Regions from separate parts of the Mus musculus genome. Here all the other regions are linked to region 1. The links are chromatin contacts, called in public Hi-C and HiChIP or PLAC-seq maps. All regions are on one chromosome and are shown on one strand. The core of a region is the stretch at or near the end of the contact, and the rest is flanking DNA. Distances in the headings are between cores, read along the strand shown. Region 1 overlaps Gm13219 (predicted gene 13219). Region 2 holds the start of Gata3 (GATA binding protein 3). Region 3 holds the start of Taf3 (TATA-box binding protein associated factor 3).

The links. A called contact is a pair of places that touch in the nucleus more often than the background predicts. HiChIP or PLAC-seq counts read pairs in DNA pulled down with a chosen protein or histone mark.
Region 2: a Hi-C map of Th1 cells shows a contact between it and region 1, with 4 times the contacts expected there. The contact joins the promoter of Gata3 here to the enhancer-like site in region 1. A contact is called at or near these places in 10 of 39 promoter capture datasets (the 3T3-L1 cell line, 3T3-L1-derived adipocytes, the C10 cell line and 6 more), 1 of 15 datasets of contacts at CTCF or cohesin (the NIH/3T3 cell line), 15 of 484 Hi-C or Micro-C datasets (CD8 T cells, the N1E-115 cell line, Th1 cells and 10 more), 25 of 115 datasets of contacts at active chromatin or transcription factors (CD8 T cells, DN3 thymocytes, the SCID.adh cell line and 16 more) and 4 of 9 other capture datasets (adipose tissue, embryonic stem cells, liver and 1 more).
Region 3: a contact with region 1 is called in an H3K4me3 HiChIP or PLAC-seq map of the SCID.adh cell line, with 8 read pairs. The contact joins the promoter of Taf3 here to the enhancer-like site in region 1. A contact is called at or near these places in 5 of 39 promoter capture datasets (the 3T3-L1 cell line, the HPC-7 cell line, embryonic stem cells and 2 more) and 2 of 115 datasets of contacts at active chromatin or transcription factors (the SCID.adh cell line and embryonic limb bud).

The regions. Positions count from the first base shown.
Region 1 is chr2:9,357,210-9,362,190 of GRCm38.p6, reverse strand. All of the region lies in intron 1 of Gm13219 (predicted gene 13219), which reads right to left. Among named protein-coding and RNA genes, the nearest start is that of Gm13219, 7.4 kb to the right of the region's middle. Within about 2 kb of position 2,065, at least 17 of the 459 cell types and tissues checked have an H3K27ac peak or open chromatin away from gene starts, as enhancers often do. A contact at or near this core is called in the SCID.adh cell line, Th1 cells, Th17 cells and 3 more, where this site is marked.
Region 2 is chr2:9,875,366-9,879,970 of GRCm38.p6, reverse strand. It overlaps Gata3 (GATA binding protein 3), which reads left to right and starts at 1,371. Exons shown (of 6, transcript NM_008091.3): 1 at 1,371-1,566; 2 at 1,987-2,619. The coding sequence starts at 2,382.
Region 3 is chr2:10,046,904-10,051,283 of GRCm38.p6, reverse strand. It overlaps Taf3 (TATA-box binding protein associated factor 3), which reads left to right and starts at 2,675. Exons shown (of 7, transcript NM_027748.3): 1 at 2,675-3,049. The coding sequence starts at 2,884.

The DNA.
Region 1 (4,981 bases), core at 816-3,315:
CCCCCTTTCCTTCCCTTCCTACACGAGAAACAACATGATTTCCTGTGCACCGGGAGACTGACTCAAGGCACTTGGCATGGTGATCTCTAGCTCTGTTCATTTCTTGCAACCCTCATAACTTCATCTTTCACTGTGGCAAAATGAAATTCCATTGGGTATATGGACCATATTGTCTCTATCAATTTATCTGTCAAAGGACACCAAGGATGATTCTAAAACTTGGTTACTGTGAAGAGTGGAGCAATAAATACAGGCATGTGGGTATTTTTAGAGTAAGCTGCTGACTCAATGACTCAATCTTTAGCTATTAAAAATAAATACACTTGTTCAATTGATAATGGCACAACAGAAGCCAAACATGTGAACATTGTGGGCAGGTTCAGCATTGATTATTTGTGCTGTAATTTTATATTCGGTGCATTGATAACTCTCGAAAGAGCTAATCTTCTTACCCATGGCACTCTGACTCTATTTCTGTCTAGGACTCTTCCCATAAAAGTCTGTAAGTCCTTTGCTTCACATATGTTGGTTCTTTACTCTACTTTTTCTTATGTCAGAGGAGTGGAACAGAGAACCAGGAAGTTAGAGAGTTGGTAGAAACATGCTCTAGTGGTTTCCCATGTATAGTGGAGTGCCTGAGTCCTCCTTGCATTTGGATGTGTCTTATCTAATTATAACTCTGCGGCTGGAGCATTCTTCTCTCAGTCAAGGTGTCTATCCAAGTTTCCATCTCTGTATCTGCTCTAACAGATCTTTCTCAAGTAACTTTCCCCATCGTTTGTAAGTACTTCCTTTGAAACCTGATTATTAAGTCTAGGGAGTTCTCCCTTGTGTGTTTGCTATTTCCCAACAGGAGTCCTGATCAGCATATCATTTTGTCGCATTGTGGTTTGCTTAGATGGGTGGGTGGCAACACTGATTTCTGCAGTGAGGAGAGACACTTAATGTTAGGTCTGATCATGGTGAACATGCCATAGGGGAATCCAATAGTATTTATAAATAGCTACTGGTCATTGATCATGGACCGCACATTGAACAATGGTATGGCTCTGCATCTATTATCTTAACTGTGTGGATGAGGAAACCAGCCATAATCTTCCTTGAATTTTTTTCATATGAAGCATATTTTTTTCAAAGTAAGCTTTATAGATTGAAAACTGCACACCTGAATTCATATTCCAGGAATATAATGTGGATTATAGAAAAACATTTTTTAATTCAATTTTCTTCTGTGACTTCATTAGTAGGGTTTTTATTGGATCAGATTTTACAGATTACACGGAGTGCTTCAGAACATAAATAAGCTATGTTTCTTTACTGTTTGGTGTGGAGCACGGAGTATAAAGTATAAGTCTAAAGCATGGTCTCAATTCTGAAACACCATTTAACTGCCGTGTGACCCTGGGCAAATCAATTAACTGTTTTCTCTGCCTTAATGGTTCTACTCTGTAAAATGGGGTTAATTATAGCACCCACCTCATTGAAATGTAATGGGGATTAGATGAGTCAACACAGGCAACATTCTTGGAACTGCTTGGTTTATGGTAAGCAATATATCATGTTAATTATGATTATTTTAATTTTTATTCTCACCTTGGTCTCCAGTTCTCTTACAAGTTCCTAGAGCATCTCTTTTCCAGATGTGCATTTGAACACCCAAATGATATGTTCTTTTCTATATATCTGTGTGGATTGGATGCTGAATTACAATCAAGGGCATATCCCGTCATTTAATAATGAAGGACTGAAAAAACAGTGACCTGTGGTCCTAGGGGCTCCCCTGATGCCAGATACAGCTGATTAACCAGATTGTCTGGCAGGACCTGTGAGAGCTGAGACTGGGGGCAGGAGGATCGTTCAGGGCCACTTCATTGCTTTTGTTAAATAAGATGAAAGTTGACTAACCAGTTGCCTGTGGCAATATAGGTTAGTCAAACTGAGACTTGACTAAGAGGCCCATCATAATAAGCTAACGAGAAAAGCTAGCAAGGCGTTTGAGTGGCAGAGTTGTGTGGGTGGCAGGCTTGTTGTTGAGGGAACTGATGTTAGAACTTTATGGCACTATTATTGCAGTTGAGTGAAATAGTTGTGACAAGCCAAGACAGAGCCCCAGAACAATACGTGCACACTCTTCTTCTCTTTCTCTTTCTCTTTCTTCTTTCTCTTCTCTCTCCTCCCTCCTGTTTCACCTCTCTGCTTGCTTCCTTTCTCTCTGTTTCTCCTCCCTTTCCCCTTCCCTTCTTTCATTCTTTCTGATCCTTTCTTCCCTTCTTTCCTCTTTCTTCCCTTCCTTCTTTCCTCTCTTTCTGGGCTTGCCTTTCTTCCCCCTACCTCTTTGTTTTATCATGGAAAGTCAGACCTCTCCTTTGGGGACAGGCAATGCTTGGATAAGAAGCAAGGAGAGTGGAAGTTTCCAGCTGCCCTACAGGTTAAAGGGACTCTTGTGTCAGCACAGATGATGAAAAATATACTTTAGGTGAATAATGAGCACATTAAATGACGTTAAGGCAAGTAACAAGAGTAGAGCTGCAGAGAGGCAGGGTTGAAATGGCCGCACATGACAGAGCTTACAGACCGTGCCAAACTGAGCCCGGTGTGGGTCTCCAGTAACGCAATGTAGTGTTTATGAATCTGTACCGACGTTAAGTTGATCGTTACTGTAATAATCAGACTGAGATACAAAGAAAGCAGAGAGTAATTCTTTCATAGACACAGAGGCTTCTGAGCCCCTGTTCCTCATCCTTCCTTAAAAGTTAGAGAATTCTGCCAGTGGAGTAAATCAAGACCCAAAACAAAAACAAAAACAGAAACAAAAACAAAACAAATAGAAGGAGGAGGAGGAAGAGGAGGAGGAGAACAACAAAAACAACAACTCTAAACCAAACCAACGACAAACTAACAAAACTCCAAAAGAAACCCAGCAAAACTAAAAGCTCTGCTCATGTTTTTTTTTTTCTGTTGCCCGTTTCTCATCGACCATGAACTCCTTCCTGCATTTCTGTTTTGCTTGGAGAGTGTTTTAAATGCATCAAGGAGAGTTGGGCACAGCCAGTCAAGGAATCAAATTCTTACATCAGAAATAGTTGTTCTGCCTCAGCCTGTGAGCTACCTCACATCTGATCTCTTCCTTTCAGGATTCTGTTATCTTAACTTCTTTCAAACCTGGCTGCATGCGTGTATTGTTATATTATTACTTAAGTTGTGTATTCGTGTGTGGTTTTTCTTTTTCTTCTTTTGGCCTATGTTCTCTTCATGGCTAAGTCTCATTAGCCATGAAGACTAATATCTTTCACATATGCTTATTTCATGATAGTTTCCTACAGATAACATGTTCTTCTCAATTAATATTTGTCACCTGAGTGATGGCATGCTTTGACCTTCCTTTTCCCTGTGGGTTCATAGCCAGAAAGTTCAGCATGAGTGTCTCTTTTTCAGGGTCTCCCTTTTTGTTTGTAACTAGACTTTTCTTCCCTAAATAAAAGGAAAGGGCTCATAATGGAGTCAGCACTGCCTTATGCACACCGATCTGAGAGATGAGGGCAGGGTGATGAGGTTGGGTGAATGACAGCTGCTTTACTTAGCAACTGGTCTCATGCACCCTTTCAGGTAGTGAAATCCAGGGAAACAAAAAAGACAAAGACGCAGCTTGAGATGGCAAATTTATAACGAAGGAGGCTTTCTGTAAGCTCCAAGCCCTGTCTAGAAGTTAAGGGGGACAAGCAGGGAGACAGATGTATCTCCTTTTATTTGTAACATCAAAATAGGGCAAGTATGCTTCCCTCGACTTCATGTTTTTCCTCCCAGCCATTTTCCAGACTCTCACTTTTTAATTTGAAAACCAATCTTCGAGTGGGAAGTTTCAGTCCTGGCACACAGGTAACAAATAAGCAAATAAGCAAGGCTGAACTTCTCCCTGGGTTTCCAGGTCATTCACTAACCGTTCCAGGCATCCGATTCCAAAGCAAACATATCACATATCAGTTAGGATCTCCTTGAGACATTTTAGAGCGAGCACAGATCTGTTGCGCAGGTTATGGGCCAAGCCACTAAGGTTTCTGGGGTTGAACGTTTCATTTTCTTAACTTCTGCACTCAATTTCTTTCAGAATGGATTTTGCCCCTGGTAATGTTTGAGGGAACTATTTAATGGGATTGCCTGATAGACCTAACACGGCAGCAATTGTGTGCCCTGTCCACAATTGCTCCTGGGGTACTCATTAGCCTTATCAGAAATGTCTTATACCTCCAGTGATCATGGGGTTTTTTCTGGCCTCAGTTTTTCTCATTTACAATAAAGTTACATATTTAAATGTGTTTATTGCATATTGTGTTTAGATTCATTAAAGAAGTAGCATTCTGAACAATAAAATGTATTCACCATAAAACCAGGAAGTGCCAATAAATACAGGAAACACAAGAAAATTCTTTGGTAAATGGTCTCCAATTTTACTTCATCCATGGTGAAGGTAGACAATCTCTGTGTGAGCTGACCTACTTAAGTGGATTCTTTTCAAAACCTGTTATGCAAGCAGATGCTTAGGAGCCCTGCACGGCTTCATCCTCTCCATAAAAACAAACAAACAAACAAACAAACAAACAGAAAACCCCAAACTCAGTTATTAATTGCGGTGGTGGGTGGCATTGTTGGGTACAGTCCTCTCAGTCACAAGGTGAGACAAAACTCATTGTAATTGCTGTGTTTATTGGAACCTCATTGCTTTATGGTAAATATTCTTTTCAGTGCAGAAGTGGTAAGTTTAAAAACAACTCTCTGCTTTTCTCTATATCATCCCATCTCACATACAGGAGCTTACCAAGCTACTCGTTCTTATTGTTCAGAGCTCTGCTCTCCCTAAGCTGTTCTGCATGAACACGTATTTTCTTAGGCGCATGCTTCTGTGACACATTACATTTTCTATCCTGGGGTGAGGTGGAGTCTAATGCAATGCCAAGATGCTATTGGCTAACCGTTAGGTGATTGA
Region 2 (4,605 bases), core at 122-2,621, 520 kb before region 1:
GGGAAATATTATGGGGTAAAGAAATGAAGAGGGGATGACGCCTTCAGTTCCAGTAACCCTCTAAAGCCAAGCTCTCTGCCCTGGAGGGTGGAATGGGAACACCTCTTACACTGCCCTGGGGTGCACCCGAAGTCTCTTTCGGACCTTGCTCATCCGGGCAGTGTTTTCTGGACCCAGGCTGCAGAAACCTCAACGCCACTAGGGGATGCAGTGACTCAAAGGACGGAACAGGGCCGCAGAGGTTGGAGCCCGTGGGGCGGGGCGACTGCGGCCCGGTCGTGGTATCTCCCGATGATTGGTCCTTACAAATGGCCCCGCCCTCGTCCGCCCAGCCTCTCTACTGGGCGTCTTCCAGCCTCTCTCCTGTGTCAGCTTGCGGCCCTCCCACCAGACCCTGTCCCAGAGACCCAAAATGTCCAGGGAAGTTGCGGCTGGGTCCACCCCGGAGGTCAGGGTTGGATATTATAGAGGGGACCGTTTTCCTCGGGTGAAAGCAGAATAAAGTAGCACCCCGAGCTAGGCGAAGAGAAAAGTTAGGCTATCGCAGCAAAGATCAAGTTAGTTGTACACGGTACTTCGGGGACCAGTGAGCCTAGGTCTCGCTAAGCCAGCTTTTTATGCATCGCGTTGTCACTAAGGTCAAAAGCACACATTGATGATATCATTAGATCCGAAAAAGACAGCTGCAACAGCTGACGCTGTTCGTTCTGGAGAGGTTTGGGAAAGCAAGCAGAGACCATAACAATAACGCGGGCGTCCGAATCAAAGCCCAGGTCCTCCGCGCGATTCAGCAGCCTCCCGGAAAGCTGGTTCGGAGGCAAATCTTCAGTTACTTCGCCATGAAACTTTTCTAATCTGTTTTACATGCACATAGCCCCTAAGCTGATATAAACTGAAAAACGTTCTGGCTTGAATCCTAATTTAAAAGTTTGCTCATTTTTAAAAAAGTATCGAAAAGTCTGCTTATGGAAATTAGCTTTATGAATGGGGCAGCCGGGTTTCACTCGTACGGAATAATCTACTGAGCCCGAATGAATCGGCTTTGCTACATTTAAAGGGCCAGAGAGCGAATTCCCTCCTGCCTGTCCCCTCTGCCCCAAGCCCGGGCGGGCCTCGCCCACCCTGCCCGCGGCCCCTCTGCCCTAGGCGGCCCTTGGCGGCGCCCCTTTCCGGTCAGTAGAGGGGCGGGAGGAGGGGCGGCGGTGTGCCGGGGTGGGTGGGGGGGATGGGATGGGGGTGGAGGTGAAGTCCTGGAGCGGGTTTGGGTTGCAGTTTCCTTGTGCTGAGGATCGTGTCCCCTCCTGCCAGCGCCAGGCTCCTCCCCCTCGGCGCGGATGACACTAGAACCTCCTTAAGTTGCGTCGCGCCACAGCTGTCTGCGAACACTGAGCTGCCTGGCGCCGTCTTGATAGTTTCAGAAAGAATGCATTCCCTGTAAAAAAAAAATACTGAGAGAGGGAGAGGAGAAAGAGAGAGAGACTGAGAGAGCGAGACATAGAGAGCTACGCAATCTGACCGGGCAGGTCACACGCCTCCTCCTCCTCCTCTACGCTCCTTGCTACTCAGGTTGGTATTGTGACTTGTGACTTTTTTTTTTTTTTTAAGTTTGATATCACTCCCTCCTCTTGGAGGGACTGTTTGTGTGTGTGTGTTTGGGGGTTTGTTTGTTTGGTTTTTTGTAAACTAAAAGCTCAGCTTTCTCCTTTTGGAGGATTTGTAGTGGTTGGAAAGATCCTGGGGCCGGTGTCCTCCAGGGAGGACTTGTCCCCAAGTTTTAATTGCTTAGTCAGTCCTGGGCTCCTGCGAGCCTGGCTGTCGGAGGTGTGCTGCGGAGCTTGGCTTCTTTCCCTCCGGGTCTTCGCGTGCGTGTGCACGTCCCGGGTGAGTCGGCCCTGCAGGAAGCTTGCGAAGACCTAGTGCCCTCCAGAATTTCAGGTGTTAAAAGTTCTTACACCTCATTCAGGTCTCTCTTTCTCTCCCTTGCAGGTGATCGGAAGAGCAACCGTCTCTGAGCGCCAAGGAATCAGTGTGCAGTGTGGTCACACTCGGATTCCTCTCTCCCTCCTTTTTTTTTTTTTTTTTTTGACCCCTTTATTCCTCCGTGTCTGCTTTTTTTTTGGGGGGGGGGATCGCCCTCATTCTTTTCTTTTTCTTCTTTCCCTTCCTTTCTTTTGCTAAACTATCCCGCAAAGATTTTTCTTTCCTCCCTAAACCCTCCTTTTTGCTCTCCTTTTCTATACCCTTAACTGCAAACAAACCATTAAACGACCCCTCTCCTGGGCCTCCGACGGCAGGAGTCCGCGGACCTCCCAGGCCGACAGCCCTCCCTCTACCCGCGAGGGTTCCGGGCCGGGCGAGAGGGCGCGAGCACAGCCGAGGACATGGAGGTGACTGCGGACCAGCCGCGCTGGGTGAGCCACCATCACCCCGCGGTCCTCAACGGTCAGCACCCAGACACGCACCACCCGGGCCTCGGCCATTCGTACATGGAAGCTCAGTATCCGCTGACGGAAGAGGTGGACGTACTTTTTAACATCGATGGTCAAGGCAACCACGTCCCGTCCTACTACGGAAACTCCGTCAGGGCTACGGTGCAGAGGTATCCTCCGACCCACCACGGTGAGTCCACCTTGGCGCTGGAACCTTTTGGATCCGCGTTTGTTTTCCTGGGTCCACGAGACCGCCAGAGACCCTGGCTGGGCAGAGCAAGCCAAAGCTCCTAAGTGTGTTACTAGTTCATTTAAAAAAAGTATCGGGGGCCCGGAAATGGGCGAGGAAGCAGTGTCGCTGGTTGGGAGAGTTCTTCTTTTTTTCTTTTTTAAATAAAAGAGCGCACGTAGCAGGCACCTCTCTTTGCCGGTGTCCTTGGGGCCAGGCACACTCACCTGGCAAGCGCCGAAATGCAGTCCTGGTCCACACGAGGTTGTAGATTTTGCAGCCAGGGAGAAATCTCAAGCGCTGCCTGCAGGCGCCGAGCCTTTCAGGCCGGGCAGCAGTGCGGGCCAGGCCGGCCTGGAACTGGGCTCCCCCGAAGGACTTCCAGCTTCTTGTTAGCCGGTGAAGGGGTCTTTCGCCAGAGCCTTGCGTTTTGTTTCTCCATTTATATTTTCAGAAAAGGCCCAAATACGTGCATTTCTTTCTATTTCCTTTTGCTCTCCACCCTCAAAAGCTAGTGCATTTGAGTTTTAGGCGTCCTACCTACCGGTGGTGTGAGGAAGAGACTCTGGTGGTTGCCACGGTCCAGGGAGAGGAAAGCCTTAAGCTGAAGAGAAGTCGGGTTTGCTTAGACTCCCGGCTACACAGAATTTTCCTACGTCTTTGCTTTTAGTTTACTTACCAGCAATCCTGGCCGACTTTTCTCCTCCGGCCTACTGGAGTTTCTTCAGGCTCCTCAAAGATTTAGGCTACATCAAAGTTTCTTTTTAAGTAGGAGTGTTTCCAGTTGCCGCCTCCCCCTAACCATTCACCTTGAAAAATTTAGGGGAGTTCTGAGGTGTGTAAAGAAGAGAAAAAGAAAGAAACCCAACCTTGTGTGGTCGAGACAGGAGACTCTTAACACTCCCCAGATGTATGTTTATGCACCTAAACCAGCAAAAATACATTGTTTGTTTTTTTTTTTTTTTATTTTAAGGAAAGAAGGTGGGAGGTTTTTCTTAGCTAGCTCAGACCTGAGATCTGCTCAGGTCTCCCTTCTCAGAGTTAGCCTTGGCGCCTATGACATAGCCCCTTTGGCCAGCAGGCATCCTCTACCCTAGAGCCGCCAGGTTTCAAACAGACATTTCAAACAGACATTTCTGCGGATGGGGCGCTCTTTGCTTGGGTTGTGTGCAGATTAGCAGTTAAGTGGAAATGAGGTAGATCAGACCTAATGTTATTTACTATACAACTTCCTGCATAAAAAAAAAAAAGAACCTTAACCCTTGGCGTTCAAGAGAATTCTCCATCTCTCTTGATCTCCCCCCCTTCCTCTCGCTTAAGATTTTAGTTTCAGTATTGTTCTTAATGGTTGACTAGAATGTCAAATGGTGAGGCGGATACTGGATTGAAAGATCAATAAGGGTGTAGATTTGCGCTCCGAGTTTAAAGGTTACCCTACCAGAGAGTATGGGGCTTGGACAACTCATGACCGCCTTAACATTGTGTATTTTAAGTGAAGGCTAAACACACTGTGTGTATGAGTCACCCTTCGTTTGAAATAAACACATAAACTGGAATTTTGTGTCTCAGGTGAAAATTCACAGAACGCCCCAGAGAACAGGAAAAGAAGCCAAGGACTTCTTTTCTTTTCCTATGAGTTGGATGGGTGAAGAAAGAGAAGGGGGTGGGGTGGGGAGGGAATCCCAGAATTTAGATATGGTTACCTTCAAGGGTTTGGGCAATGAAAAAATTCCTTGCAAATTTCCATTTCAGACCTTCTGGAAGCAGCTTTGCCAATTCTAAGCAAGCATTGAAGTTTTCTGCCATTAACTCTCAAAAGCACCCTGCCTTCCCCTGCATTAGGTGTTGGGAGCTGGGCCTCTCTCTAGGGTTGAGGAGTGGTGTGGTCCTGCTTCACCGTTCAGGCCCCATCATTCACCCTGACTCTCTTATCAGCGCGGTTGGGAT
Region 3 (4,380 bases), core at 1,426-3,925, 690 kb before region 1:
ACATTGGCCTAAGTTCACACACCCTTTCCTGCAAAGTCTACACAAATCACCTATGAATTTGGCAATGTTAAAGGTCCAAGAGTTTCAGCAAGCACCCTGAGATTGGCTGAGGCCTTCCTTGACAGTGTATCTGCCTGGCTCCCACTCCTTCCCTCCCACATTTGGTGTCCCAAGAGTGCTCCCAGATAAACCTGCTGTAGAGTTCCCTCCATCCCACACTTAGCTTCCTGGGAAACCAGAGTCGTGGCCATATGGTCATACATATGGTTACACAGGGAACGGTGCTGGTTTCGGAGGATAAATGCTCAGCTTTTCAGACTTAAGTGGCATGAGGTTTGCAGCTTATTTTCAAGCTGTTCTTGGAAAAGGTGAGTATAAGTTAATTAAAATATTTCCATATATAGTAAATGTGGCAAAATGTTAATAATCCATGAATCTTGTTTGTTTCAGCTTTTCTGTAGTTTTGAATTTTTTCCACTACACTCAGGCAAATAAAGAGGTAGTAGGGGAAGGGAATCCAAGGTATGAGTTTCAAATTAAGGAAATGTTCAATGTTATGAAACAGTTCTAAAAATGAGCTAGGCACAGTGACACACACCTTTAGTCTCAGAACTTGGGAGGCAGAAGGAGGCAGATATTTGAGTTTGAGGCCTGCCTGCTCTAGAGTTCTAGGACAGCCAGAGCTCCACAGAAACACTGTCTGGAAAAAAACAACAAAAAAATTAAAAATGTTCAATTAAGGCCCGAGACGAGATGAAAAGTATCCTTGTGATTTTGCATCAAACAGGCTCCTGACACTTGGGCACAGAACTCCCAATGGACTGAGTGTCGATGCTTCTCTCCAGACTGCCATTTGTCAAAACTAACATGGTTTCAGATTTATTGGGCTCTCAAGACTTTAAGAAGGGGATTTATTACAATGACTTATAGGCTATGGTCCAGTTAACCCAACAATGGCTGCCTACAAACAAGGTCCAAGAATTCAGAAGTTGTTTAGTCCAAGAGGCTAGATGTCTCAGCTGATCTTCAGTATACTCTGGAATCCCAAAGAAGTAGCCTCTACTTCCCGTGACAGAATGCACTTGTGAGCTGGAGTGAAGGCAAGCAGGCGAAGAGAAAGCAAGCTTCCTTCTTTTATGTGTTTTATATAAGCTGCCAGCAGAAGATGTGGGCCAGATTAAAGATGGATAGTCCCACGTCAAAGACCCAGACTAGAAGTGTGTCTTTCCACTACAAGAGATTTAATTAAGAAAAGAAATCTCTCGCAAGTGTGCCCAGTCATTTGGGGTTTAGTTGATTCCAGATGTACTAAAGTTGACAACTGAGACTAGCCATCACAGCTGCCTAGAAACAATTTATTGGAGAGGGCACATAAACTTATATACTGAATAGTCAATGGTAGATATGGCAGGCACAACTAAGAAATGGAGTAGTTAAATATAGCCGAAGTAGGTTTGGTTTAACTCAGTAGTCACTGGGATTGGTTTGGCTTTAATTTGAAACTTTTTTTCCTGTTCTGTAACTAGCTCTGTAGACCAGGCTGGCCTTGAACTCAGGTATCTGCCTCCCTCTGCCTGCCCAGCACTGGGATTATTAATCAGGGTCTACCAGCAGTTGCCCAAAGTGCCAGTTACTGTGGAGGCTCACTTCAGTCCCAAAAGTCTAAGGGCAGATGTTGCAACATAACAAGATTGAGACTCACGGGGGGGGGGGGGCGGGCGGGGGCGGACGACGGGATGGACGGACGGGACAACCCACTATTTCAACCAAACCTATTTATCATCTCATCACAGTTTCTGTTACCGTCAGGCAAAATGCAACTAGGGCTGGAAGAAGCCCTGGGAAAGGCAAGCAAGCATTCTCTGGACAAAACCAGTCTCAAGGATTTACAGAGTATTCGACCTCTGTAGGGAACTGCATTCTCCACGTCTTGGATAGACTACGTATTGTGACTAGTAAGACGCAAACTAGAACTAGCTATAAACTGCACTAAAATAATATCTTGCTCACTACTGGGGAAGAGGGGGGCAGTTCCCACTAATTGAACACGTAGGCATTTTTCCTTAAAACCAGCCATATTATGAAGAGCATTGAACGACACAATGAACAACATGAGTTTATTAGCTCTGATTGTTTTTTTTAGAGCCGGAGTCTTTTTCGGTTTTTCGGTGACTCTAGTTGGCCTCTAGCTTATGATTGCCTCAGCCTCCTGAGTGAACATCTTGGATTTCACTCAAACCTCCCAAGTGGCCACTATTTCATTCTGAATACTATCTTTCATCTTTTAATTTCGTTTTTACTTTTTTAGATTTAAGTAAAGGAAAACAATCGAATCCGCGTTCTGCGGAGTAGCTTATATTCCCAATTCTCTAGTTTCACACTTGAATCTCTATCAACATTATCGATGTTAAGTCCTTAACATTCCACTGCCTCCCTGGTTTGCCCCTGAACACACCGAGGGTCACCTCTTACTTTTCCATCAGCGGGGAGAGAAAGACACCGGCACCTGTTGTCAGGGAGGCGCAGACTCCACCTGCGCCCAGTCACTCGGCTTCCGGCCGGCGTCCAGGCTCTAGAGTCGATCCCGAGACGATCGCTCTCCTCCCACTGGGCGGAGCCTGGGCCGCCTATCTCTCGGCCTTCTGCTCGTACTGCCTCGCCCCGGCGGCCGTCCAGCGGGAGGCGGAGCGAGTCCAAAATGGCGGCTCTCAGGCTGGCGCGCTCCGTGCTGCTGAGGCTTTGAGGTGGTCGCTCCGGGTCGGAGGGGGGACGATTTCCCCGCCGCGGGGCCCCCAGAGAATGAATCGGGGGCTCTGCTGAGGCGAGGCGGCAGGGCTGGAGAGCAGTGGCAGCGAAGGGCTGCGGTGGCGTCCACGCAGCGGGATGTGCGAGAGTTACTCTAGGTCGTTGTTGAGGGTCTCGGTGGCGCAGATCTGCCAGGCGCTGGGCTGGGACTCGGTGCAGCTCAGCGCCTGCCACCTCCTCACCGACGTCCTGCAGCGCTATCTGCAGCAGCTGGGCCGGGGCTGCCATCGGTACTCTGAACTCTGTGAGTACTGGGGCTGGGTTGCGGGAGGGCTGCCCCAAGCCGGTCACGAGTGACACCTTTGCCCCTCCGGACCCCTTTGGGCATCCCCTGCAGGGGTGGCGTTCCGAAGCCGGCTTCGACATGGGGATCCTCTCAGACTCCGACCGTCTGGGGGGCTTCCACCGTCTCCTGCGAACTCCAGTCATCCCTTAGGTGCCTCTTCCTCATCCGCTAACTTCCCGCCACCGGCAGGGAAGCGGGGTCCCGGCTCGCAGCCACACACCCTCTCACCGATGCTGCTCCTGGACCAGTGCTTCGGTCTCTCTCATTGTCTCGGGTCGGCTGCGGCCAGAGCCACCCCCAGAATGCTCTCCACCTCGCTCACCTTGGTCTTTTGCCTCCCTTGCTCGCAAACTACTACAACTAGTTGTCACAGGCGCTCCGTCTACCGGCCGTTTCTTACAAGGCTGGCCATTCCTGAGCTCCCAAATAGACTCGTTGACAGCTCCGCTCAGTCAGGGTCGCTGCCTTTTTTTTTTTTTTTTCTCCCCTCTCTATCTGTTCGTTTCACAGACTTCGCCTACTACTTTTCAAGGCAGGTTTTGTCGATTTCGCTGAATACCTTTCAATAAGCATCTCAGTTACGCACGGCGTCCTTCCTCTATGCTCTTCTGTTAGTGTTGATCTAAGTGTGATGGGAAGCATCACTCGGTAATTTGGGAGGTTTTCCGGGTACTCAGTGTCGCAGTATGTATTAACTTTTTTTTTTCTGGTTCATGTCTCTTTAATGAGATTAAAGGCTCCTGTGTATGTTTTGGGAGTGAGTAAAGATAGCACAGTCCTCCGTGTTGCCCCTCTTCAGGGCTCCAGCCCTTTCAGGTGTGTTCTAGGAGAGTGGGGACGGTCCCACATGGAGGACTGCAGTTGAAACTAGGGCTGAATCCTGGTGGCCAAGTAATACCCAGTTTCCCTCTTGAAACTACTTATGGGATGTCCCCACAACTAGAAGCCAGCCCCACGGGAGGAACTTGAGACATAGAATCTGGGGACAGTGTATTGACTTTTAAGTGAATGCCCAGTAGTGTCTTTACCCGGTGGTATTTAATGATTTGTAGAAGGTACAGATCATTTTATAGATGTGTGATTTTTACTGATGTATGAGTGTGTGTGTGTGTGGGGGGGGGCGGGGATTATAACGTTCATTTAAATTCCAAGATATGACGTTTAAGGTGGCAAGTTGGATAACTAAATGAAGTGTTTTATAGAGTAATTTGTTCTGCTACAGTGGTTCCTACTTTTAAAGTGAGGGCCTATAGATTCGCCATACCTTCAAGACTCCAAATGCCATTCCT